Linked DNA regions of Mus musculus: regions 1, 2 and 3 are each linked to region 4. The links are chromatin contacts, called in public HiChIP or PLAC-seq and promoter capture Hi-C maps. All regions are on one chromosome and are shown on one strand. The core of a region is the stretch at or near the end of the contact, and the rest is flanking DNA. Distances in the headings are between cores, read along the strand shown. Region 1 overlaps Nos1ap (nitric oxide synthase 1 (neuronal) adaptor protein). Region 2 overlaps Nos1ap (nitric oxide synthase 1 (neuronal) adaptor protein). Region 3 overlaps Nos1ap (nitric oxide synthase 1 (neuronal) adaptor protein). Region 4 holds the start of Nos1ap (nitric oxide synthase 1 (neuronal) adaptor protein).

Region 1 (2,822 bases), core at 309-2,808, 130 kb after region 4:
AAGTGCTCAAGGGCCGAACCCTACACAAAGAACTATAGGCAACTGAGAAAAGTTGGGAGCAGGAGAGATGGTTTTCCAATGGTTGTCCAGTGTCAAATGGTCAACCCTGAAGACATACATACAGTTAACATTATATAGACTCAGCATGTTATGCTTAGGGATATATATGTATATATATTTAGGGATATCTGCATATGTTTATACATAAAGTCATGCCATAACCATCAATGAAAAAAGCCATGAATTTGAAGGAGATTGGAAGAGTTTGGAGGGAGGAAAGGGAAGGGAGAAGTGTTGTAATTATAATCACCAACATAAAAAAAATAAGAAAACAAAGCACAGTCCTCTCTGTACATCTGTACATCTGTATGCTCCTCCCTCACATCCTCATCAACAGGTAAAGATCGGGGACCTCTGAGCAGCTGAGGATTGGGGTGGGCGATATGTAGGCTCTGAGTCTGTCTTCTTCCCCCAAACCTGGTAACAGACGTGCATTTAGAAATGGTAGGGAAACAGAAGCCCACAAGGTGACAGCAGATGGTAACTGTGAGAAGCTTAGATTTTTGTAAGGCAAAACAGTTTAGGAGACCTAACCATGGGTGGAGATCTGGGAAAGAGGCAGTGGGATGAGAGAGGGGTGACATGTGGCGTGTCTAGGAAGATTGTCCCCTGTCCCCATTCTGCTCAGGTCGTTCTTACACCCTGGACCCTCCCTGGACTTCTGCTGTTGCTATATAACTAGTGTACCTTAGTCATACTTACGTACAATATACAGTTCACAGACAATACCAGTTACTTGGAGTCTGGAGACTACTTTGAAAGCTTCTTTATGGCTACTTTGAGTTTATAGCCACAAACTACAGACTGTTGCCCAGCGTAACCATTTCTGACTATTCTGTAATATGGCACAGTGGAGGTAGGGTATTATGTCTGGGCAAAGTGGGTGGTTGGTATCCCTGGACATCGGGGCAGAACAGGCTGCTCCCCCTAGTCTCCAGGAATCTATATACAGTTAGGGAGTCCTGGAGAGCCTGGAACCCAGGTCTGTTTCCTTAGGAAGTGAACATGTGATCACGACCCCTTCATTAGTTCCATCCACATTTAAATAGTATTTAAGTAGATTGGCAACACTCATCCCTACCACTGGCCATAATAACCACCTTCATTTCCTGTGCACAACCTTTCCCTCTTTAATAATCAGCTCCTTTGTTTTACTCCTTTTGTTCAGTGGTGGATATACTGGGTACTGCCAGCTCACAGGAGTTTCCCACTGACCCTGTGCAGGCCTATTTGCTGGCAGATTACTCACCTGGAGTTGCCTGAAGCAGGAAGCTGAGCCTTCCACCTTCACTCTGACTGTTTTAGTGAAGGAGGTTGTGCCAGCCCCCCTCCCCGCCCCCTGATTGACATCTGATTGTCCAGTCCATGCTATGCAGTGAACTGGGTAGTTTTGAAGTTCTCTACTGGATGAATTATGAGCTTTCTTGACTTTGGTCAGGATGCCTGGAGTCTGTCCCAGCTTGGGCAGGTGCTGTGCCAACCTCCCTGGCATGTGCCCGTGCCAGCGGATTTTACTATTGACCCATAGCTCTCCCTTGGAAATACCAAGCATGGGTCTCTGGAGAAGGCTCTGCCACTCGTGTAGCTCTCAAAGGCTGCCTTTGTCTAGAGGCATGCCTGTCTCAATGGAGCCTGATAAATAGCCAGCTCATTTCTCCTGTAAACTGAAATGAAAGAGCCTCGCCTGCTTGAAGTGACTTTCCTTGTCTCCTCTCATATTCTTTGTTCAAGTTTATTTAATGAATATCTGTTTAACTCCATGGATCTAGTGCTGTGCCAGGCACTATAATGGGGGACAGAGAAGTAGAAGTTTGTAGTCCCTGCCCTCCAGGACCTAAGATGTCTGGAGGACGTGGTGAAAACATGGTATGTGCACATCAAAACCATCAAAGGCCATATAAAATTGAAATCAATTAAATGTCAAGTAAACGTGTTGTCCTTTTGTTATTTTTCGGGGGCCAGGGTTGTTATTGTTATTGTTGTTGTTGTTGTGGGGTTTTTTGGTGTGCATCATGGGCTTAATTTCTATTGCCCATAGTGTTCAGAGGAAGCCCTTTTGTTCAGTCCTTTTAAGGTACTGATTTGCTAAGTCATTCATTCATTCATTCATTCATTCATTCATTCATCCATTCATTGCCAATGTCACATGTATCCTTTACCAAGCTCTGTGCTAGATGCTGGGGAGATGTGTGTGCAATGTGGTCCTCTCCAGGCTCAGTCGATTGGAGGTGAGGGAGAAAGATAAGGACACAGAATAGCAGTCATTGCTGTACCAGAGGCCGGAATAAAGCATCCTGCAAACAAGAGGATGGAAGAGCTGCTTTGCATCTGGGTTTTGATTTGACTTGATAATTTGTCTTCTCTTCAAAATAGCTCTCAGTGTTCCCCTTCTCTGCCCACCACTCAGATGGCTGAACAATCTCCGTCTTCTACCAGCCCACTGGTCTCGCTCCTGTTGTGAGGTCCTTTACTCCATGAGTCCTTGCATCTCCCCCTACCTCTCCTCTCATATCAGATATTTACTGTTCTCCAATGTGCCTAGGAAACATCTTACAGAGTTATCATTTTGCTTACTTTTTGTATCTAAACTATTATAAACTAGTATAAGGAATGGCTGACAGCTCATGGGGTTTCTGACTCTATGTTTAGATTTGCATATTTCTCCTGCATAGCGTAGTTGCTTGCCTTGAGTTACCAATACGCCATTGTTATTAATGAATTCTTAACATTATTTTGGATTGTCACTTTCTTCCTCTCTCTAG
Region 2 (2,700 bases), core at 97-2,596, 220 kb after region 4:
GGTTTTATTGCTCTGAAGAGACAGCATGACCACAGCAAGTTTTATAAAGGCAAACATTGAATTGGGGCTGGCTTACAGGTTCAGAGGTTTAGTCCATTATCATCATGGAGGGAAGCATGGCAGTATGCAGGCAGACATTGTGCTGGAGGAGCTGAGAGCTCTACATCTTGATCCACAGGCTGCAGAAGGAGACAGTGTACCACACTGGGCATACCTTGAGCATGGGAGACCTCAGAGCTTACCCCCACTGACACACTTCTTCCAACAAGGCTACACCTACTCTAACAAGGCTGCACCTCCTAATATATTGTCACTATGGGCCAAGCATTCAAACACATGAGTTATACCTATAGGTATAGGGGACTATATCTATTCAAACCACCACACATCCTTTCTGCATTAGTCAAATTTCAGTCATAATAGCAAATACTCTGCCCTGGTTACTTATATAGTGATATGAGGTGTATTTCAGCTCACAGTTCAGATTGCTTCATTGGTTTGAACCTCTAGTGGAGGTTGCTTATAATTGAGGTACACACTTAAGTCACTGGTCACATCTTGAGCCAGGTAGCAGAAAGAAAGAGAAAATGGATGTGGATTCCATAGTCCCCTTTGGGGATCATTGCCAATGACCTAAGGAGCCTCTTATAAGACTCCATTTCTCAAAGATTCCATCACCAACCAATAGCATCATACTAAGAACTATGCATTTACATATGAACTACTAAGGACACAGCCAAACCATAGCACCTTCTTCCAAACCACCATAGTTTCACAACTCAAACCCTGCTCTCAATTCACGATGTGCTCTAAGATAGAACCCAAGCTACAAAGGTTCATAAAAGGTCATGGAAGGAGGTGCAGACTTGGAGTTTGAGCCAGCCCTTGCTTATGACATCTCCTAAGTGACGGTGTGGTTATCTGCAGCTTCCTGGACTGTTTCTATAAGGATGAGCACTTTCCCTCCTCCAGTTCTTACCTCCTGTCATCCGGCTTCTTATGGAGCCCCTGCTAAACTGGAAAAACCCATATTAGGAGCACGCAGGCAGCCCGGCCTAGGGTTTTCTCCCTAACTCTCCTATGGCGTTTCTGGACAGCTCATTTGACAAAGATAATTGTTCTGTCACTCCAACCATGAGTAATGCTTCATGAAGAGTTGATGTTTTTATTTCTTCCAGCTTTGAGACCTTTCCTTTACAGTGTCTCATACATATGCATGAGCAAGAATAACTCACCCAATTTTCTGCATGGAGAACATTATGAAAAGAACTGACAAGGAGAGGGGGAGAGCATTCATTCTGTCTGGCGTCTGTTACCTCCCAGGGCTGCTCTGTGATCCCTTGTTCACTCTGGGAGAAATCCCCTCACTAATGCCCTAACCCTTTCACCTTCTTCTGCTTGTCAATGCTACACCCTCAGTGCCTGTGGGAGACCCCTTTCTCTGTGAGATTCTGAGGCTTGCCTCTGATGCCTTAGAGCATCTTCATACCACTACCAGTGTGTCTGTCCTGGACGCACCTTCCTTTTGTGCCCAGCTTAAGCTGCTGTTTGTTCTCCTTTACTTGGTCTCAACAGGCTCTCTGGCTGCCTTCACATATGTTCAGCTGTCCCCTGCCTTAAATAACTGCTTCTTATTCCTGATGACCTCATGCAAGCGTATGTCCTCTGTCAACCCTCCTTCCTTCCTAAAGTCATGGTCCTATCTTCACCACTGTCTTACAGTTCGTTTCTCATGATCTGGCTTTGATAGCCTTCATAAAAATGGCTCCTTTTGTGCTCATTGTATATTTTCTTCGGGTGTCAAAATACCCAGGCATTTCTCCAAGGTTTTTCTGCATCATTTCAGCTACATCCCGACCACATGCTTTTCTTGTTTATCTTTTAGTTCTGTTCATTTTATCTCTCCTCCCCTTGTTCTCATTACTGTAGAGTTATAGGCAGTCTTTATCTTCTTTGATGGGCAGGTTCTGGATTATGTCTTTATTCCATAGTGCAGAAAAGGTCCCCAAAATTTCACTGGTGCACAGTGAGACTCAGTAAACACCTAGAGTGGACACTGAGTTTCCAGCAAGGATTAATGACTTATAAATCTTTTATTGCAGTCTCATGCTCTATTAGAAATTTGTGTGACCTTTCTTTTCCTCTTTATTCCTTTGCTTTCATTCCCTCTTTTCCGATGTCAGCATATGCTACTCTGTAGAAATCAATGGGAATGTAATTACAAAAGGACTCAACCCCTATCCAAGGCTTTCACTCTGACTTCTACTCCTATGGTAGGGCAGATGTTTAGGGAAATATGATGCAATCCTAAGTTCTTTTTAGTTCTATTAATTTGTCATTGAGTATGTTTATGTGATATGCGTGTATGTTGATGAATACACATGGAAGTCAGGCCACAATTTTGTGGAGTTGGTTCTCTCTGCTTTGATGTGGGTTCCTGGGATCGAACTCGGGTCACCAGGCCTTGCACAGCAAATGCTATACTGGTCCGTTTTTGTTAACTTGACACAAACTTAGGCATATTTGTAGAGAAGGAATTGCAATTGGGAACTTACCTCCATCAGATTGGCCTCTAGGCGAGTTTATGGGGCATTTTCTTGACTAATGGCTGATGTGGCAAGGCCGAGCTCCTAATGCTTAGTACCGTCCTTGGGCAGATCGTTCTAGGTTGTATAAAAAGCAGGCTGAGCAGACCATTGA
Region 3 (2,700 bases), core at 57-2,556, 200 kb after region 4:
TGGGCTGCAAAGAAAGCAGACAGACGTCAGCAACTAAAGGTTGGCCACACTGTTGCAGTCTTCTGGGGACACTCTGAGGTCACACAACTCCCAAAACTCCAGTTTGTCTTCAAATTATCTATAACTGATCAATGGCGAAGTTCTTCCCACCAGAGGAGACATCTTTTAAAGGGCCCCCTACCTCTCAGTGAGCTTTGAAGGGCAGGGCTGTCTTTGTGAGCTCAGCGTTTTCCTGGATGGTTAGACATTTTGAGTATGTTTTCATTAGCTGTGGCACTTGGCTAGCTGGATGAATGAATGCTATTTGTGTGTGGTGGGGGTCTTGAAATCCAGTAGAACTTAGCAGTGGGATATAGTGATGTCTTAAGGTATTTCTTTAGGTCACCACGCCATTCTCCTTTTCTGTCAATATGTCAGTTTAAGGCTGAGCAAGGACTGGAGAGATTACTGGGTTCGGTCCCCAGAACCAGTGAAGCTGAACATGGAGTCTTGAGAGGGCTCAGTGGACAAAGAGCTTGCTCTCTAAGTGTAAAGCCCGGAGTTCAAGATCCCTAACACCTGGGTAAGATCCAGGCAGGCATGTTGGCTTCTGTAACCCCAACACTTGGGAAATGGGGGCAGGGGTCCTGGCTAGCTAGACAGGAGTCAGTGATCTATAGCTTCAGTGAAAGACTATCTCAGTAAATGGAGTACAACAGCAGACGTCAACTCTGGACTTTTACAGTGTACACATATGCAGATGTACACATATTCACCCAAACACGTGTAAAACATGTACATGTGCCACATGAACACACCCAGCAATGGATACAGGTGCATCCCTGGGACTTGCCAGCAGCCAGCCTAATCTCCTTGTACAGCTCCAGGCCAGGGATAGACCCTGTCTCAACATCCTGAGGAATAACACACCTGGGACTGACATGTGCAAGCATTTTACACACACACACACACACACACACACACACACACACACACACACACAGAGAGAGAGAGAGAGAGAGAGAGAGAGAGAGAGAGAGAGAGAGAGAGTAATCAAAGTAGGATTTTAGTTGGATTTGTCCAGGAGAGTCAGATCTTTGTACACTTCCCACTAGCTCGGGACGTAGCGAGCTATGATGCAGCCATCTCACTGCTGGGTAAGAACCACCGTTTTGGCTTTGTTACCAAGCATCTAGGAACGCTCTCCTCCTGAACCGATGCCAGCAGATAATGAATCTTAAGTTGAATTAGTATCATAAGCTCAGTTGCTAAGATAATTGGCTTTGCTTTGATGTCCTCCAATCAGAACATCATTTTCGATGTTCAAGGAGGCCCAAGTAATTATCTTTTTCATGTATCTAATCATGGTTACTTGTTATAATCCCTGAATCACACTACAGCACCGTGTGCTGAGGAGTAGAATCCTAAGATTAACCTTGATCGTCGTCTAAGGGATTTTTCTGTTAAACAGCTAGGTTCCATGTGATTTCTTCAGTAAACCACTAACTGTGCTGGGATCCGCTAAGGTGACAGATTGTCAGTGAAGACAGGTGGCTTTAACATGCTAATGAACAGTACTTACCATAGATCCACCATGTTCTGGGAACTATGGGACAGATGCATTGAGGAATTATGGGTATGCCTATGTGGTTTGTGGCTTTGTTTTGGTTTTGCCTTTTCCACTTTCCAAAGTAGATGAGATAGCATGTTAGAGAAGACATGGTCCTTCTCATTAGAGACACACACACAAGTGGGGAAAGAGGGGCGCAGGGTGGGTGGAGAGTGTGTGTGTGTGTGTGCGTGTGTGTGTGTTGTATGTGTATGTTTTGTAGGTATGTACCCATGTGCATGGAGTACAGAGGTCAATGTTGAGTATCTTCTATCATTGTCTACCTTATTTTTGAGATATAGTTTCTCCCTGATATTAGAACTCATAGATTCCATTTGGCTGGTCCCCTGCCTCTACCTCCCCAACACTAATGTTCTAGGCATGTGCTTTCCCAACACTAATGTTCTAGGCATGTGCTTTCCCAACACTAATGTTCTAGGCATGTGCTTTCCCAACACTAATGTTCTAGGCATGTGCTTTCCCAACACTAATGTTCTAGGCATATACTTTCAGTGTCTTTTATATGGGTGCTGGGAATCAAAATTCAGGTCTTTAATGCTCACATACCAGACACTTTCCTGACTGAGCCCTCTCTACAACCTTAAAATAGCTATTTCTTTTTTTAAAAATATTGCATTTGTGTATGTGTGTGTGTGTGTGTGTGTGTGTGTGTGTGTGTGTGTTATCAGTCAATTGGTCTGTCTATCTATCTATCTATCTATCTATCTATCTATCTTTCATCTGTCTAGGAATCGAGAGTCAGGCCCTTATGCTTCCACAGCATGTTTGACTTTAGCCCCAAATTAAATGTTTCTTAAAAACCTTTTTATCAAATTTGTGTGTGTACACATGAAGTGGGGGAGGGGGCTTGGTAACAAATGCCTTTACCATTAAACTGTCTTGCCAGCCCCAAATTATCTACTTCTACTGGCACTACGTTTACATATAAGATCCGTGTACAGCTCTTAGAACATTGCATTAATGTTGTTTTGTTGTAACCTGGGTGCTAGAGAGGGGCCAGCACCTCATTCATATTAAGCATGTACTGTACCACTGAACTATACTTCCTCCCATCCCCACATCCCCACATTAGAATAATTTATCTCTCTCTC
Region 4 (2,700 bases), core at 115-2,614:
CAGACCAAAGTACGGATACCACCAAAGTTCCACTTGGTTATGGGTTTTACTGCAGTTACTTACAGGACAATGGGTGAGAGGCTACCTACAGGACCAGAAATGTCTCAAAGACAGCTGCATCATCAAGGCCCAGACCAGTATTGGTGACAGCGCACAAAAGCTGGGGACCTGGAGTACACTTCGAAGCCCACAGGCAGCTCAACAGGTTGGAGAGTGTCCTTTCCAAGTGACTCTGATCTGATCTAAACCTCTTCCTGGCAGCTTAGCTGGTTTCTGCTGCTTCTAGGTCTGGTCTGAGTCTTTGCAGTTTATCTCCTCCGAGAGACTGCTTTTGCAGCTCAGCTTCAAGTTACTTGAGCCTCTCTGATTTTCTTGTTTATACTCTGGCAGGGAGGGGCCTGGTGGATCTGGCCAGTTTCAGGGACTTCCTGAAACTTCTTGGAGTTGTTTACCTTCCAGTTTAAAGACCTTCCCTGCTGGACGCTGGACAGAATGTTTCAATTTCAAAGGAAACTGTTACACAACCCTGTATCTATGAGGTTTACACACTCAGGTCTCAAATCCTGCTTTGGCACGTTCCTTCTTGCTTCAATAAGAAGCCTCACAGAATTCTGGAAACGTTCTCTTTCTTCCTTTTCTTTTCTTTTCTTTTCTTTTCTTTTCTTTTCTTTTCTTTTCTTTTCTTTTCTTTTCTTTTCTTTTCTTTTCTTTTCTTTTCTTTTCTTTTCTTTTCTTTTCTTTTCTTTTCTTTTCTTTTCCTTCCTATTTCTTTTCTCCTTTCTTTCTTATCACCAGCCAGTTAAAAAACTTTAATAAATGACATAAGAACATTCTGCAATTTCTTGTCCCTAGTGCAGCCTACTCCAGTTCTACGAGGCTGACGACTTTTATATATTTAAATTCTTCGCAAAGAAACCCTGCTGAGCCCCCAAATGCAAGCCACACACCCAAAGGGACAAAAAGCACTGGAGACAGCCCTCTTATTTGGTTTTCGCCTTGATTCTGAGGAGAAGCGGGGATCTCTGAATTAATGCTGTCCAGACCGAGGGTATCTGGGATAGATCTCTGGCCTTCTTGGGAAAACAAAACCCAATATTAACACCGCTTCTCTCGGGCTCCCCAAACAAAACCAAAACAAACACACACATGCAAGGCGATGCCGTTTCGCCACTACTAGTTAAGCGGACTGCGCCTGGATCGCCACGCTCCTGCGGTCTGGCCAGGGCGAAGTTCCCGGGTCTCGGCTCAGCGCTGCGGGGACTTTCACCTGCTGGGCGCGCGCGGGGCGCGGGGCGCGGGGCGGACCCGGCGGCGGCGGGCGGGGCTCTAGCGCGCGGGAGGAGTCGGTCCAGGCCCGCCCCGCAGGAGGAGCCGCGGGCTGGCAGCCGATCCGGCGTCTCCGTGACAGGCACCCTGCTCCGCCGCCACCGCCACCACCGCCGCCGCTGCCTTTCTTCCTCGTCCCGGGCCGTGCGCGCCGAGCTCGGGATCGGACTCCCGGTCTAGTCCCGCTTCTGGCCGTGCGCCCTTCGCTCGGCGTCCCGGTCCGGGGCTCCGCGCCGCTCGCTCCCGCCTGCCCGGCCGCCTGGCCGCCTCCCCGTAGTCAGAGCGCGGCCACCGAGCTGCTCGCGCCAGCCGCATCCGCGCCGCCCCTGCCGCTCGGCCCTCGGGAGGCTCGGCTCCCGGTTCACCCCTGCCACCTCCTGGCACCCAGGCTGCCCACCTCACGACCCGGGTCCTCGCCGCCGCCTCGCCCGGCCCCACTGTTCTCTGCACAGGGTCTCGCCAGCTCTTTCTCGTCGCCGCCACCGCCGCCCCCTTGGAGCAGCGGGTCCGCCGCGGGTCACCATGCCCAGCAAAACCAAGTACAACCTTGTGGACGATGGGCACGATCTACGGATCCCTTTGCACAACGAGGACGCCTTCCAGCACGGCATCTCTTTTGAGGCCAAGGTGAGGGGCCACCGGGAGGGCAGTGCCCTGAGAGGGCAGGTCTGGGGGAATGGGGTGCCAGCGGTCCTGGACTCAGAGCAGGTGGGCTAGGCCTTTCTCAGCTCTTGCCCAGAACAGCTAAAAATGAGCACCTGCAAAGTTTGAGGTGTACTGCCTCTTCCCCGTCTCCTACCTGCAGACACCCCATCCTCGCCCGCCAAGGCTGGATTGAGTTACTTCCCGGAGAAGGCTGAGCAGCGCAGCCTGCATGTCTGGCTCTTTAGAAAGCTTTAAGGAAGCGCTGGTGTTATTTACCTGCTGGCCTCCCATGAGAGAGGTGCTTTTGGAGGTGTTTTAAAAGGAGAATGCTTGTTTCCTGACCGGTTTTTAAAAAAGTTATATATATATGTGTATATTTCACACACACACACACACACACACACACACACACACACACACACACACACACACTCATTCCAAGTAGTTGAGTGTAGGTGTTAAAAGTTACTTCCCAAATGTCTGCTTTTGGACACTTTAGCATGTGTCAGTCATTGGTGTAGTAGTGGGGTGAAACCTGTTTTCTAGTTTTGTGGTGCACTGTTAAATCTCAGCAGTTGCTGATGAAGAATTTAGCCCAGACTGGAATTTGCAGGGTCAAGGCCAAAGCCACCCTTGGGGGAGGGGTGGAGTGGAAACCTCGCTGGACCAGTGGTTGTGTATAAGACAGGCAACCCGGTGACCTGACCATGAGGCACCTCTCTGTGTAAG

Evidence for each region. Promoter capture Hi-C pulls out the DNA fragments that hold promoters and counts their contacts. HiChIP or PLAC-seq counts read pairs in DNA pulled down with a chosen protein or histone mark.
Region 1: a contact with region 4 is called in a promoter capture Hi-C map of hippocampal neurons, with 6 times the contacts expected there. The contact joins the enhancer-like site here to the promoter of Nos1ap in region 4. A contact is called at or near these places in 10 of 39 promoter capture datasets (the 3T3-L1 cell line, 3T3-L1-derived adipocytes, the HPC-7 cell line and 5 more), 4 of 484 Hi-C or Micro-C datasets (bone marrow-derived macrophages, cerebral cortex, cortical neurons and 1 more), 14 of 115 datasets of contacts at active chromatin or transcription factors (SST interneurons, bone marrow-derived macrophages, embryonic basal ganglia and 9 more) and 3 of 9 other capture datasets (adipose tissue, liver and pancreatic islet).
Region 2: an H3K4me3 HiChIP or PLAC-seq map of forebrain shows a contact between it and region 4, with 6 times the contacts expected there. The contact joins the enhancer-like site here to the promoter of Nos1ap in region 4. A contact is called at or near these places in 12 of 39 promoter capture datasets (the 3T3-L1 cell line, 3T3-L1-derived adipocytes, the HPC-7 cell line and 7 more), 2 of 484 Hi-C or Micro-C datasets (bone marrow-derived macrophages and nephron progenitors), 16 of 115 datasets of contacts at active chromatin or transcription factors (SST interneurons, bone marrow-derived macrophages, embryonic basal ganglia and 10 more) and 1 of 9 other capture datasets (liver).
Region 3: an H3K27ac HiChIP or PLAC-seq map of SST interneurons shows a contact between it and region 4, with 4 times the contacts expected there. The contact joins the enhancer-like site here to the promoter of Nos1ap in region 4. A contact is called at or near these places in 12 of 39 promoter capture datasets (the 3T3-L1 cell line, 3T3-L1-derived adipocytes, the HPC-7 cell line and 6 more), 1 of 484 Hi-C or Micro-C datasets (cortical neurons), 17 of 115 datasets of contacts at active chromatin or transcription factors (SST interneurons, bone marrow-derived macrophages, embryonic basal ganglia and 10 more) and 3 of 9 other capture datasets (adipose tissue, embryonic stem cells and liver).

What each region holds. Positions count from the first base shown.
Region 1 is chr1:170,458,872-170,461,693 of GRCm38.p6, reverse strand. All of the region lies in intron 2 of Nos1ap (nitric oxide synthase 1 (neuronal) adaptor protein), which reads left to right. Among named protein-coding and RNA genes, the nearest start is that of Gm46171, 81 kb to the left of the region's middle. Within about 2 kb of position 1,558, at least 40 of the 459 cell types and tissues checked have an H3K27ac peak or open chromatin away from gene starts, as enhancers often do. A contact at or near this core is called in hippocampal neurons, liver, neural progenitor cells and 3 more, where this site is marked.
Region 2 is chr1:170,365,952-170,368,651 of GRCm38.p6, reverse strand. All of the region lies in intron 4 of Nos1ap (nitric oxide synthase 1 (neuronal) adaptor protein), which reads left to right. Among named protein-coding and RNA genes, the nearest start is that of Spata46, 58 kb to the right of the region's middle. Within about 2 kb of position 1,346, at least 27 of the 459 cell types and tissues checked have an H3K27ac peak or open chromatin away from gene starts, as enhancers often do. A contact at or near this core is called in SST interneurons, embryonic basal ganglia, forebrain and 1 more, where this site is marked.
Region 3 is chr1:170,384,152-170,386,851 of GRCm38.p6, reverse strand. All of the region lies in intron 3 of Nos1ap (nitric oxide synthase 1 (neuronal) adaptor protein), which reads left to right. Among named protein-coding and RNA genes, the nearest start is that of Spata46, 77 kb to the right of the region's middle. Within about 2 kb of position 1,306, at least 4 of the 459 cell types and tissues checked have an H3K27ac peak or open chromatin away from gene starts, as enhancers often do. A contact at or near this core is called in SST interneurons, where this site is marked.
Region 4 is chr1:170,588,513-170,591,212 of GRCm38.p6, reverse strand. Nos1ap (nitric oxide synthase 1 (neuronal) adaptor protein) reads left to right here and starts at 1,364. Exons shown (of 10, transcript NM_001109985.2): 1 at 1,364-1,953. The coding sequence starts at 1,849.